4 separate regions of the Sus scrofa genome follow, and all the other regions are linked to region 1. A link is a contact called in public promoter capture Hi-C data. All regions are on one chromosome and are shown on one strand. Each heading gives the region's core, a stretch centred on a gene start, on an enhancer-like site or on the middle of the called end of the contact. The rest is flanking DNA. Distances are from core to core; before and after follow the strand shown.

Region 1 (3,444 bases), core at 358-2,857:
GTGCAGGGCCTGGGGACTAGCCAAATGGGAAGAGACATGCCTAGCAGCAGATAGATGTGGGTCAGGATGAGCGGTCCACTGTCTCGTTCATCCAGGAATAGGGACAGGAGGCTCCGAAGCGTGTGGCCCAGGGGCTTGATGCGGAAGTAGCGCACGTACTCCAGGAAGATGAAGACCGCCAGACACACGGTGGCGGCCACGTAGAGCAGTGGCCGGTCAAAGATGATACCTGGGATGTAGGTGGCTACCACAATGAAGTGGAAATACTTCCGAGCAATGGTGGGGGCCTGGTGCTTCTTGGACTCAGAAGATGACCGCTTGGCATTCTGGTATAGCACCACCAGGCAGGCCAAGGTGGCCAGCAGAGACCAGTAGGCCAGGAGGTAGACTCGGGTCTCCGTCTGGAAGAGGAACTGAAAAAGCCAGAGCAGGGGATTCCTGCGGATGAGCCGGTGAAGCCAGGGCAGGACCACGCCAAGGCCCAGCACACAGGTCATGAGGTGGAAGAAGATGGAGGAGGCCCAGGTGCCTGAATCCATGAAAACAAAGAGGGTGCTGAAGAAGATGCCCATGAGCACCATCCCTACCACCACCACCAGCAGGAAGAAGTCCAAGGGGTCTCCCTGGCTTTCCACCACAGTCAGAGACCGCTTAATGAGCTGGTTGAGCATGAAGCTGATGCCACCCAATACCAGCAGAGCCTCTCCAGGGGTGAAGCAGCGGGGCAACAGGTACAGCAGGATCATGTTGAGGTAGACGAAGATCAGCAGGACCTCCAGGACCTCTATCACCTCGCCTACACTCAGAGAGTGCTTCATGATATAAATGATGACACCTCCAGCCAAGCCCGAGATGACACAGGTGTTGGTGGGCACCGGGCGAGTGATGCCCAGAGCCAATACTGACGAGAAGAGGGCCACTGCCATGCCAGTGGCCGCCACCACAATTCCAAAGCGCTCAAAGTATGGGTTCCCCGCAGCCTGGCAGCGCTCCTTCATAACCAGTCCGAGCAAAGGCATGACCACCGAAGCGGGCAGGAGGCCACTGTTTGCGGACATTCGGAACTGGAAGACCGCGCTTCCCTGCTGTAGCAGTCGGTCCCACTTGTATTGGACGTAGAAGGCCTGCACGGCGAGGGCCACGGCGCACCACGAGTACCGATCCCACACTGCTGCGTGGATGCTCAGTACCACTATGAACACCACCGCTGCCTCTGCCAGCACGGACCCGCTCAGCGGAGCCCCGGACCCAGAGGCCGGAGGAGCGCACTCTCGGGTCATGTCTCTAGATCTGGGACCCCGGGGAAACCCGGGTGACTGGAGATGCCTTGGATTCTGGGCTCCTCAATCCTCGCCAGGCACAGAGCGGTAGCTTCACCCAGCCAGCACGTTCTCTATCCGCTCTCCTGCTGCCAGAAGGGAAGCGCCACTGAATGATCACTCTGTGCAGGCAAGGAGCTGGCGTCAGGTCACGCTCCAACGTCTCCCACCTCAAGCGTAGGTGTCGCTCCTCCACCGACTCCCTCACTGACTCGACCGCCCTCGCCCGGGAGTCCTCACCGCTCCGGGCCACGCCATGTTGGCCCCGCCCGCCGTCACGTGACGAAAAGCCCCGTCCACGCCCCGGAGGCGAGCGGTCACGTGGGCGCGGCGTCTGGGGGCGGGGCTAGGGCGCGCGCGCGCGAAGATGGCGGCGGCCGCCACCGGGCCGTGTGTGAGGTGCGGAGCGGGCCGAGTCAGCGGGGGTGGCTGTTAGGCGCCGGGTCGAATCCGAGCCGGAAGCGGGGCGGGATTTGAGGGCACGATGTAGCGGCAGTGGCGGGGCGAAGGCCGGCTAGGCGGACGGGCGCCGGGATGGAGGCGGTTACGGCCAAACGGTCTCGGCGCGCGGGCATCTGAAGCGACTTCTCGGAGAGGGGGCCGGTGCCTTACCCCTTCCCTCGGCGCCCGCCTCCGGTCTCCGGTTCCTTTCCCTTCTTCCCCTCTCCCCGTGGCGCGTCCCTCGGCGCCCCCCTCCCGCTTCCTGGCTGGCGTGACGCTCCCTCGAGGCGCGACGGGGCGCTTCGCGGTCGCCCGGGGAGCCCCCACCCCGTCCCCGCCGCAGCCTCCTGGGCCCTTCCCGGCGGCGCTCCCCAGGGTCCCGCATGTGCTCTCCATGGAAGGTCTGTTTCGGGCGTCGCCGAGCCACGTTCCTGCAGTTTCTGCCCTCTTGGGCCGCCCAGCCTTTCATTCATCCATCTATTCATTTTCTCCTGTATTGATTCCGTCAGCGGACACCCCACGCACTGTACTGGGCTTTGGGGACGGGAAGATAAAATACTCAAAAGAAAGAGACAGTTCTTACTTCTGGAGCGATACCAGCGCCGGGCTGGCGAGGCGCGTTCTTTTCCATGGCTTTATCTCCTTGAACTCCCACGACTCCGAGCGGCACCTTGTGTTTTACGGATAGATGACTCATAGACCCAACTCAGAACTGGCGGAGGGGTCCGGTGAGGCTTCGAACAGGCGTGTGTCTGCCTCTGGATCTGTAACCAGATCGCCACACTTCCATCTTCCACTTACAGCTCGAAGCGGCTTCCATTCTCGCGGCCACCCTCCCGGCTAACCGTCCCCTTGTCACTTCTTCCCTGTGCCTGCAGTGTTTCGCTACTTTTTTTGGCTTTTCACTACTACTCAACACTCCGAAGAGCATGGAATAGGCTCTGAGTAAATATTTATGACAAGTATTGCCCTTGTTCTCTGTACGACTTCCTGCGCCTCTCTGCTCAAGTGACTTTTTTTTTTTTTTTTCCATTGTGATGATACTTTTTAATCATGTAAAGTTTCAAGTGAGATTTCTCTTCTCTGGAATTTCCATCGAACTATTTCTGGAGCAGTTTGTGTTTTTCTCCTCCGCTGTTTTTCATGTCAGCTCTTGTATCGGGCAGCATTGTGGTCGCTGTGCTCTCCTTTTTTTAGGCTTGTCTTACAGTCCTTGTGGAGCTTGGGTAAAGGTCAGCTCCTGCAGGGCCAGGCGCGTTCTTCAGTGAAAGAGAGGGCAAGGAGAGGGAAGCGGTTAGTTTGCCTGAAAGATGCTTTCTTCATCCTGGGGGAACCTACCACATTCACACCTGAAAGTGGCAGAAATGACACCTGGGATTTCTAGGCCCTGCTTTGTGCATAGCCTGCTTTAGGAACAATCTTTTCTTTCTTTTTGTGCTGGTCAGCATGTTATAATGATTGGGATTATACTGAACAGCAGCCTTCTGTTTGAAATGCCTAGAAGTCTGAGCTAAGAGAAAACTGAAATTCTGTTCCTGGTGCCTGCTGATTTGCAGATGACCACAGACAGGCCACCTTACCCTTGGAGTCTGTTTCTCCAAATATTAATCCTTTTCAGGGTAATATTGAGGTGATTCTGAAGCTTGTAAGAAGGTGTATGTTAATACGAGTTGGCACTGGTCAA
Region 2 (3,444 bases), core at 579-3,078, 230 kb before region 1:
ACTTCCATCTGCCACAGGTGCAGCCCTAAAACACAATCTGAATGCAGCAGCTCCAATTGCTTCGAGGGGGTTAAAGGATCTAGTGATGCTGCAGCTGCCGCTCAGATTCAATCCCTGATGAGGGAACTTCCTTATGCCATGGGTTCAGCCATGAAAAAAAAAAGAAAAAAGAGAGTAGACTTCGTGGAAATGTCACTGGCGTTGCTGAGGATGTAGGCTCTGCAGGTTCAAACACCTGTGTGGCAAGTGAACCCTGTTTCCTCTTCTGGGAAATATGCAGCCCCCCTGTAACGCTCATTTTTACTGAGGAAAAGCCAACATCCTTACAATGATCTGCAAGGTCCTACACCTGACCTGCCTCTCCTTACCCTCTCTGACCTCACCTGGGGCCATTCTCCTTCCTCTCCAGCCCCATCCGCCTCCTCACGCATCAGATGTGCTCCAACCCCAGGGCCTTTGCACCTGAAGTTGGCTCTGCCTGGAGGGTTCTAACTCAGGTATCCACTTGGCTAAATCTCTCGCTCCTCCAAATTGTTGTTGAAACATCACCCTCTCAGGGAGGCCCGCCCTGCAGCCCACCCTCAAATCCCCAACCCGGTCTTTCTAATCCCGCACCCTTTTCCCTTTGTCCATGGCACTACTGCCTCTAACACACGCTGCAATTTATTTATAACGGACATTGTTTATTTTCTGTCCCCTGCAAAACTACGGCTCCAGGACGGAGCTCCAGCACTGTCGACTGATGAATCATCAGCGCCAGAACAAGTCTCTCCACACCTACAAAACCTACACCCAGACCCCTCAGAAGCCCTGCCCTCATCTCAGACAATCTCGTCTGTGTGCTTTGGGTCCAACTACGTACTCGAAAGCCGGCGTATCTCGACCTTAAGATGCAGCTCGGGCATTTTACTAAGTGAAAGTCAGTCTGAAATGCCTAAAAACTGCAGTTCACACAAAGACCTCCACAAAGTGGGGTCTTTAGAGGTTTTTAAAGAAAAACCCTTTCTGTTGGTAGTCAAAGACTGGGGAAATTGGGACAGAGCATCCCAAGAGTTAGTTTCTGTGCATTAAAATGTAAAAATTAAACGGTGGGACCCGAGAACCTGGCCTGGTGGCCGCGCGCCATCCCTCACCCTCCCGCCCGCGTCCCCCCGAGCGGAGCCCGCGCCCTCACCGTCTCCCCGCGGATGCCCTGGACGGTCCTCCACTGCGAAGGCACCGACGCTACGCCCAGGGTCTCGTCCTGCAGCGGCCCGGGCCGCTCGGGCCCCTCGGGACTCGCAATCCCGCGGGTCGCCAGCGCCTCAGCACCCGCCCTTCCCGCCGGGAAGAGTTGCCCTCTCAGCGCGCAGGTTGCCATGGAGACGGCCCCGCCTCCTTACGCCGGCGCACTCCGCCGCGACCTTCGTCCCTGCGCCTCCAGAGCGGAAGACTGAGGAGATGAGGCTATCGGCGCCATTTTTGAATTTGTCAGAGCGCCTCCTTCCAAGACCCGAGAAGAAAAGATAAATGACTCTTTTCCGACGATGCGACAAGCAGTACTACTTTTGCATTCTCCAACTCCAGAGGGAGCACGCTTAGGGCATGCGCAGCTGCTCTGGAGAAGGGGGACGGGAAGTGCGGATGCAGGGCGCAAGTGCCAGCTTCAAAGATGGCGCTGGGCGGCCAGGCGCAGAGACGAGGGCGGGAGTCTGCGGCCGCGGCGGGCTGGAGAGTTGCGGACTTAGAGGTGCAGTGCTGGCAGTGCAGCCGGATGCTCCAGCAGAGCCCTACGACCCCATGGCTCCAGTTGGCGGCCACCTCAAAGCCAAGTGGTCTCCCTCTTACCATTTTCTGCCTCAATAAAATGGCGATTTTAAATGTCCACATGTAGATCCAGAGTGTGGTTGCGTAGTTGAAAGGCCCAGATGAGGTCGGATATAGAAAAATGCTTAAGCCAAAATTAAAGACCCGAACAACTACCCCATTATTGAGTGTTTATCATGTAGCAGGTCGAGTCCACAGTTTTCTGTATGTTGATCCTAATAACTCCTCAAACTAACTCTATGAAGAATCAGCTGTTACATGTCCCATGAGGGTGGTTGATGGTCAGAAAAGTAACTGCTCCAGATCAGCTACATCGTATTTGCCCAAGATCTCGGGGGCAGCTGCTTGGCCCAAGGCCCTATTCTGAGACTCCTAGCAAGAGTCCTCCGGCCAGGTCCTCTGGGCCACTTTCCTCCTATCCCTAAACTCTCAGAGGGTTGTAAATCTGCCCAATCAGAGGCCCCTCTGCACCACTTCAGCACTGAGTTCTCATCAGGACCTTTTTCCAGCCAAGGCCTTGAGGACTGATTAGATTAGGGATGGGGGGGCAGTGGGAGAGGAGGCATGGAACGCAACAGGAATTTCTTCCTAAAAATAAAATGGAACCAGATAGAATTCTCCTTGTGAGGCCCTCTTAACAGAAAAATTTGCAAACACCACCAAGAATTCCAAAAATCATACTCAGAAAAGAAGTTCAAGGCTGTAGGAGTCAGAATGCCTGGATTTGAAGCCTGACCAGTGCTTTGTCCCTTTAATAGACTTGGTACCTCTTTGGGCCTTGGTTTCCTAGACATAAAATGAGACTGCAAAAGGCTAAGGCCAGTAGGACCTGCTTTACCTGATAAAGGAAGGAGAATATTTCAAGAAGAGAAGGATAGTCCCAGGTATTCAGTGCCCCAAACAATTTCAGTAGAGTTGTGGGAACAAAAGCCAGCCTGCAGAGGGTTTAGGAGGAAGTAGAGAAAGTAATGGATATTATTAGGAAGCTCAACACAGGAAGTAAGTATGAGTGAAAATAGGCAAAATCTAACAAACTGGACTGTAATTTGACATTAAAGTGAGCCTCCTCTTTAATCTAGAAATCTTACTTCTGGGAATTTTTCCTGAATCAACAATAACAGCTTCAGGAGTTCCCATCATGGCACAGTGGTTAATGAATCCAACTAGGAACCATGAGGTTGTGGGTTCGAGCCCTGGCCTTGCTCAGTGGGTGAAGGATCTGGTGTTATCATTAGCTGTGGTGTGGGTTGCAGACACGGCTCAGATCCGGCGTTGCTGTGGCTCTGGTGTAGGCCAGTGGCTACAGCTCCAATTAGACCCCTAGCCTGGGAACCTCCATGTGCCACAGGAACAGCCCTAGAAAAGGCAAAAAGACAAAAAATAATAATAGTAATAATAAAATAAAAACAATTACAGATTTGCACAGACATTGAGACCCAAGGATATTCAGCAATTATTCATTTACAGTAGTATTACTATGATAACAGCAAGATTCTGCAGTCAGCCTAAATTTCTAAGCAAAGTCATGGCACACAACAGGTGTTCACTAAATATTTGAGAAAGAATGGACACTGAGCCTTTGGTTGAGTTTTTCTAATACATGGTATTAGAATCTCAGGTGGCCATTAAGAGTGTTGT
Region 3 (3,444 bases), core at 582-3,081, 170 kb before region 1:
CCCGGGCGGTGGAACAGAGAGTGCAGGGGTGGGGTGTTGCTGGAGGTGGGAAGTGTGTCACCCTGGCTGAGCAAAGGCCTGGAGACGGGGTTTGACTGATGGTCGGGTGTGGCCACTGCATAGGGTACAGAGGGAGAAGTCCAGGTCCAGAAGAGGAAAAAAAAAGTTTGTCTGTGCTCTCTCTAGAGGGCAATAGGGAACCATGGAAGGTTACAGGATCAGCTTTTTTCAGGTCTGCACCTGCAGTATATGAAGATTCCCAGGCTAGGGGTCGAATCACAGCAACATGGGATCTGAGCCACATCTGCAACCTACTCCGAAGCTTGCAGCAACACTGGATCCTTAACCCACTGAACGAGGCCAAGGGTCCAACCTGTATCCTCATGGACACAATGTTGGGTTCTTAACCCACTTAGCCACAATGGGAACACCCAAATCTGTTTCTTTCTTCCTTTTTTTTTTTTTTTTTTTGGTATTTTAAGAATTAAAAAACAATTTTTTTAAATTATAGTTGATTGACAATAGATCTGTTTCTGAAAGCACCCCCCTCTTCCTGCTGGAGTAAAGATGGATCAGAGGGGAAGCCTGGAGGCCTACCCAGGGGGGTTGGACAAAGCAAGGGCAGGATGGGTGGAGAAGGAGAGATGGACAGGAGGCAGTAAGGGGGTGAAGGGGCCAGACTTGACTGGATGTGTGGGAGAGTTCGGGAAAGAGGTCCAAGGGGTTTGTCTCTGAGATGGGGAGAGACGGGTGGGTCTGAGATGCCCCAGACAGAGATAGAGGGGGGCGGGGCCACAAGGCTTGGATGCTGCAGGGGGTTAACAGGGGAGCCCAGGTTGGGAAGGATCCAGCCCATGGAGGTGACTGAAGGTTTGGCAGAGATAGGGGCGCTGAGGAGGGAGGGTCAGGAGACAGCCAGAGCAGAGTATGGACAACTCTGGTGCCCCTTGGTTGTAAAAGGGAGCAGAGAAGGAGAAGGAAGGGGGATCGCATGGGGAGACAGAGCAGGTTTTTAGACTAAAGGGTGAAGGCAGCGGAGGAGACCTGAGAAGGTCTTGGGAGGAATGCCCCAGGTCCAGGGGTTTAGGCTGGAGCAAGGAAGGAGGAGTTGGGGTGTGGTGGGAGTGGTGGTGGTAGTGAGGAAGGGTGAGAACTTGAGGGGGAGCTGGCCTGTGGCAGGTAAGGGTGGGAGTGGGTCCGTGGGTGAATGAGTGCCATCAGGGGACCAATCAAGAATGAGGACATGGGGGGCAGGCTGCTCTCCTGTGGGGTGTTCTCTTGCCTGAGGTCGGGGAGCCTGGACTTGGGCAGCTAGTGACCACGGGCGTGAGCAGGAGGCCAGTCCTTCACCTAGTTGATCCTTGGAATTTTGGGAGTCAATTCCTAGGAAGGGTTGGGCGGTGGGTAGGAGATGAGGCCGGATCTGGTGGGCACCGGGTGGGTCCTGGAATAGACAGGGTATCCGGCAGGGATCAGGATGATTCTGGGGTTAGTTAGGGATCACCTGGGTATTAGGCGGAAAGTAGGTGGCTCTAGGAATGAGAGATGGGGAGGGAGCCTCAGGAGCTGGAAGAGACCGGGTGAATCCCAGGATCTCGGTTTCGGCAGGGGACTCAGTGAGACTCAAACGTCAGGGGAACCACGCGGGATAGGGTAGGTCCGGGGTCGCGCGGGGTCCGGCTCACCGGTATCATGCAGGAACAGCACCAGCGTGATCCCCCAGGTCAGCACGGTGTGCCCGGTCCGCACCAGGACCCCAGGGCTGAGGAGCGCCCAGGGCGCCATGGCCTCGGCCCGGGGCCCCACCCGGAAGAAGCGCCCAGAGGGGCGGGCCCTCCGAGCGAGAAGGCCCCCGGTTACCCAGGGATTGGCTGATCCGGGCGGTGGGCGGGGCCGTCGTGGGTTAGAGAGGCTACCTATTGGGCAACGGCTGCAGCCGAATAAGCCCTCGAGCCAACAGGTGCCTGGAGAGGCTGAGGGCGGGGCCGGCGCGCGCGCAGCCGGTAACTCCCCCAACCCCCCCCCGCCCCCACCAGCCAGGTAAGTTTCGAAAGCCGAGTAGTCGCGAGGCTTCATCCCATCCTACTGGACTTCCACCACCCGCCCAAATTCCACAGTCTCATGCAGGCGTGCGGCTCCCTGGGCGCTTCAAATCTCCAGGTATTGTGTCTCCAGGTTGCAGAATTGTGTCCCGTTGAAAGATGTGATGAGCAAGACCTTGAGGGGGGCAGGAGTCGCCCACTGGTGCCCCTTAGTGACACCCTATTCGTCGTCAGATGTTGCAAATGGGTGAGAGCAGAGTGGAGGTCCCTGGTGTCGATTCTATGAGAGGCCCAACTTGGGTCAGGGCCAGAAATACCAGAGCATTGGAGTTCCCGCTGTGGCATCGTGTAAGAACCCGACTGCAGCGCCTCGGGTTGCTGTGGAGGCGCAGGTTCCATCCCCTACCCCTGGAGTGGGTTAAAGGATCCAACCTTGTGGCAGCTGTGGCATAGGTCACAGCTGCATCTCGGATTCAATTCCTGGCCTAGGAAGTTCCACATGCTGCTGGTGTGGCTATAAAATAATTTAAAAGAAAAGAAAGAAAAAAAGAAGAAATTCCAGCACTGCCTCTTCCTATCCGTTTATAATTTGCTTGGGCAAATTACTGAAACCACTCGAAGCTCTGTTGTCTGTCTGTGCAGTGGGAATGATAATGGTGCCCCCGCTGATGTGGCTGGAGCATCACAGAATGGAATATGGTGTCTAGTCGAAGACCATCCTGTCTCCCCCACTCTAAGGCAGCACCCACACCCTCCTGACTTGCTCAACCCAAGGCATCAGGCTGTCTGCCATGAAACCTCATCATTCACTGCTCACACTGCACCGAGAGGTCCCTAGGGCCTTCCCCCATCTTCCTCCCTCTGACACCAGTCCAGGTGTCAGAGAAGGTCCAGGAAGATGGATCTTTCTCCATCAGATTGTCACACACCCCCCGCCCCCACCAAGGCAGGATACTTTTCTGACATTTGCTGTTTTTGTCAACTCAACCTCCCTTTCATATCCAGTGTGGTTTTGGAGAAACCGTTTCCCTCACTCCATCGGGTGGTGGGATGCAGAGTGCGCATGTCAGAATGCCAAATATGGTTTCCATCTCATTATCCCCAGTGATTGGTCCTAATCAAAATCATTCCATGAGACTCTTCTATAGATGCTGAGAGAGAAAGGGGCATTCTTTTTTGTTTTGAAGGAGAAAAGAATAGCTCTATTTCTTTGCCAGGCATAGGGGGACAGAGCAGGGCTCTTGCCTTCAAAAACTGTGCATCGTGAAAGGGGCATTCTTTTGGATCTCAAGAATAAGGAATAGGATATAATGGCGATTGGCAGCTGGCTTTATGCTGTGTGGAGAGAAACTCTGGCAGGAGAGAAGGATGCCAATTGTAAGAGCCACAGAGATAAGCGGCA
Region 4 (3,444 bases), core at 686-3,185, 140 kb after region 1:
AGTGGACGTTTCCCTCCACGACTCCTGGGGCCCTTCCGGGCCATCCTCCCAGCAAAGCCTGGTTCTCTTGAGCTGTGGCTCAATCAGCTGCGGGGGGCAGGCAAGGGCAGAGAACTTTGGGAGTTCTCTAAGGATCCGGCGCTGTCACTGCAGGGGCTTGGGTTAATGCTGTGTTGAGGATTCAATCACTGGTGTGGAAATTTCACATGCTGCAGGCATGCCCCCCCCCCCCCGCAAAAAAGAGAGGACTTTGGGCATTAAAAATCCATCAAGGACGCTAGTTTTGGGATTGGGCTAGATTGGAGACAACAGATCCAAGGGATTCTGGCCAAGTCTCTCCTTGCCTCAGTTTTCCTGGCAGTAAAGAGATCAGGCCACATAGCAGGTCCTGGGAGATGACCTAGAGGCTGTGGACACAGATCAGGTGGCAGGTGTAAGGGGGAGCTCTAGAAGATCCTGGAAGATCTCAAGAGCCTCTGGGCCTGGCAGAGGCCAAACATTCTTCTTGGCATAGAAGGGGACACAGACAGAGATATGCTTGGAGCAGAGAGGAAAGAGATCCGAATCAGCAGCAACACCTGCTCCAAGCTGCCCTCTGGGAAGATGGGGGGCGGGCGGAGGGATGGGGGGATGTAGCTGTAAGTCAAGTTGAGGAAGAGACTGGTGGCACGCGGGGGGGGGGGGGGAATGGGGCTGCCACCTGCCGCCCTCTGCCAGTTGGGAGGACTTTCTGAGCAGCCCAGCTTGATGCCTTCAGTGGAGTGTCTCTGACCACACACAATTCCCCAGGGGCCGTTTGATAAGCCCAGGGAAGGTGACTAACTGCAGGGAGTTGGAGAAGTGGCTCTGGCCGGGAAGAAATGGCTCAGGCTGAGCATGGGACAGGTGAGTGAGTGAGTGAGAGAATAATCTCTGAGAGACACTCCTGGTCTCTCTCGGTTCCTTGGCTACGGGTGGAGGTGCTGCCTGAGGCCAGGGCGTTATCTTTTCCGGGTCATTGAAATTTAGCGCCACAAAGTGTGGGTTCGATCCAGCCTCTGACCTTGAGCCTCAGTCTCTCCCTCTGCCAGACGGGATTAATCCACCTGCTGACCCCTTCCCAGCAGCTGCTGGCCGGACTGGACCGCGGCCGCTGGGCCGCGTCGCCTCTACGGCCTGTGTCCTCCCCTTTCCGGCGCAGCTGCGCGGGTGGCTCGGCCCGCGGCCCACCCGTCCCGTCCATGGTCCACCAGGCCGGTTTCCCCGCCGCACTCACCACGGTCCTGGCAGCGAAGGATAACATCTCGGCGGCCTGCCCAGGGACACACTGTCCGCTCCTCCCCAGGCGCTGGTCAAAGTCCGCGCCGCGGCTGTAGGTGGGTCCCCACTAGACCCTTCCGGTCCAAGATCGCCGAGTCACCACCGCCGGCGGGTAGAAGCGGCCCCGCGCCCACCCACCCCGCCGGGCGGCGGCCGGCAGGCGGCCCGCGGGAGGCGGACTCTTGGGGCGGGGCCTTCGGCGGGCGGCGAACGCCGACCTCTAGCCGCGAGCGCTGGGCGGCCCGGGAGGCGGGGCCGGGGGCGGCGCCGGGGGCGGGGCCCGGGCCCCCTGCAGGTGGGTTCACCGCTAGGCGGTGGAACCCAAGAGGCGCACAGCGGCGCCCGCCGTCCACCTTGCCCTTTCCCGCCTCCATGAGCCGTCCAAATTGTTGGAGGCAGCGGTGTGCACCCCTCTCAGTCCCTTTGGTGTCCTTGAGCGCTGCTCTCAAAGTGCTAGGAAAACACAACCATACCGACAGGAGACTGTCTTCCACTAGTCCTCGGGATTGGGTCAGAGCCACGCTCCGAGATGACAGGTGGGGACCGCCCCGCAAAAGCATGGCTGCCGCGCTCCCAGGGCCCTCCCGGCAGGCAGTTGGCGCGTCGGGCCGCGAGCCGGCCGTCGGTGCGCATGCTCCCTGGGTGCCCCGCACCAACATGGCCGCCGCCTCGGAGTGAGCGCGACCGCCGCGAGCCGGCCGTTGCTGGGCATGCTCCCTGGGTGCCCCGCACCAACATGGCGGTCGTCTTCGCTGGGGTGACTTTAATTCTCGGTTTTCGGTTCTAGCCAGCCAGTGCTCGTTTCTCTTCAGAAAGCTCGGAGCGCGTAGGGGAGCCCGGGAAGGGCAGGGAAGGTGCGGGGGTGAAAGGCGAGAGGGGACTGCAGGCATCCGGGCCGGCTCCTGGCGGGCGGAAGATGGCTGAGGGCGAGCGGCAGTCGCCGCCAGGTAGGACGGGACGGGCCGGGCCGCTGCGGGGTGGGGGCGCGGGGACGCGGGGGCGGTGCTGGGTCTGGGGGCGGGGATGGCGTGGGGGGTGGGGGGCTCTGCAGCCCGACGGTTGAGAGAGATGAGCGACGCTCTTGGGGCCCCGAGGGGGAAGGGCTGGGGGGACCTGGAGGTGGGGGGCAGGAACCCAGGGCTGCAAAAGGGGTGCTGGGAGGGGCGCAATACCAGGACTTGGGGAGCTTGAGCCGCCCGAGGGTCGGGTGGACGGTCCGGTGGCCTTTTCCACGTCTGGGCTGCGCGTGTTTGTCAGCTCTTGACCCAGTGGGGAAGCTGTCGGGGGTGGGGGCTGCTGTCTTTATTAGACCCTGGTGCTCCTTGGGCCTGGGCCTGCCCGGACCCCCTTTCCCGCCTCCCCGACTCCCTGACCACCCCTCTTTCATCTCCCCTCTCCTCCTCGGAGGCCTGGCACCGGAGATTCAGGGGCTGAGAAGTTACCAAGAAGTTACTGCCCTGGATCGTCTAAACTATTAATTTAGAAAGACTGGTTGTGCAAGGAGCTGAGTCTCTTTCTGGTCTCACCATCTGTAACTTTTATTTACACCGAGGTTTCTTTTTAATTCATCTCAAATAGCTGGGATGGAGCGGCCAGGGAAAGGATTTTCTCTCTCTGTCTCTCTCTCTCTTTTTTTTTTTGGCCGCCTGGCAGCCTATGGAGTTCCTGGGCCAGGGATCAGATCCAAGCCGCAGTTGCGGCCCAAGCCGCAGCTGTGTCAACGCGGGATCCTTAAGGCACTGTGCCAGGCTGGGGATGGAACCTACGTGCCAGCACTTCCTACACGTTTCGAGTCTGTTGCCCCACAGCAGAAGCTTGGGGAACGATTCTCCTAGAGCGGAAACTTGGGGAAATGGAAGGAAGTTTGCTGACCACTCTTGCCACCCTAACTTGAGCTAGAAGGACTGATAGTAGATAACTTTTTAAAAAAATTTCTTTTGGTAGCTAATGTTTAAAGAGGTTGCAGATAGGTTGGTCAAACAGCTATTTCAAAAACACCTAATGTTTTGAAACCATTCAATATTCCTTCTGTGTCTCACCTTTTGTGATCCCTGGGAAGGTCTCAGGACAGAGACATTTTAAAGATCAAAAGAGATATTCCCCGCCCCCTGCCCCAAATCAATGAACAAAAAGCTGGGTATGGTC

What was found. Promoter capture Hi-C pulls out the DNA fragments that hold promoters and counts their contacts.
Region 2: a contact with region 1 is called in a promoter capture Hi-C map of liver, with 4 times the contacts expected there. The contact joins the promoter of WDR34 here to the promoter of DOLK in region 1. A contact is called at or near these places in 3 of 5 promoter capture datasets (fetal skeletal muscle and liver), 15 of 47 Hi-C or Micro-C datasets (alveolar macrophages, blood, embryonic fibroblasts and 10 more) and 2 of 2 datasets of contacts at active chromatin or transcription factors (alveolar macrophages and skeletal muscle).
Region 3: a contact with region 1 is called in a promoter capture Hi-C map of fetal skeletal muscle, with 4 times the contacts expected there. The contact joins the promoter of ZDHHC12 here to the promoter of DOLK in region 1. A contact is called at or near these places in 1 of 5 promoter capture datasets (fetal skeletal muscle) and 5 of 47 Hi-C or Micro-C datasets (embryonic fibroblasts, epiblast stem cells, mesenteric adipose tissue and 2 more).
Region 4: a contact with region 1 is called in a promoter capture Hi-C map of fetal liver, with 2.7 times the contacts expected there. The contact joins the promoter of PTPA here to the promoter of DOLK in region 1. A contact is called at or near these places in 2 of 5 promoter capture datasets (fetal liver and liver) and 1 of 2 datasets of contacts at active chromatin or transcription factors (alveolar macrophages).

Annotation. Positions count from the first base shown.
Region 1 is chr1:269,257,877-269,261,320 of Sscrofa11.1, forward strand. DOLK (dolichol kinase) reads right to left here and starts at 1,608. Exons shown (of 1, transcript XM_001928919.5): 1 at 1-1,608. The coding sequence starts at 1,280. NUP188 (nucleoporin NUP188 homolog) reads left to right here and starts at 1,620. Exons shown (of 43, transcript XM_021069837.1): 1 at 1,620-1,718. The coding sequence starts at 1,687.
Region 2 is chr1:269,029,150-269,032,593 of Sscrofa11.1, forward strand. It overlaps WDR34 (WD repeat-containing protein 34), which reads right to left and starts at 1,829. Exons shown (of 9, transcript XM_005660487.3): 1 at 1,175-1,829. The coding sequence starts at 1,360.
Region 3 is chr1:269,083,022-269,086,465 of Sscrofa11.1, forward strand. It overlaps ZDHHC12 (probable palmitoyltransferase ZDHHC12), which reads right to left and starts at 1,832. Exons shown (of 5, transcript XM_021069717.1): 1 at 1,686-1,832. The coding sequence starts at 1,785.
Region 4 is chr1:269,399,841-269,403,284 of Sscrofa11.1, forward strand. PTPA (serine/threonine-protein phosphatase 2A activator) reads left to right here and starts at 1,936. Exons shown (of 10, transcript XM_001926077.6): 1 at 1,936-2,246. The coding sequence starts at 2,216. CRAT (carnitine O-acetyltransferase) reads right to left here and starts at 1,402. Exons shown (of 14, transcript NM_001113047.1): 1 at 1,256-1,402. The coding sequence starts at 1,282.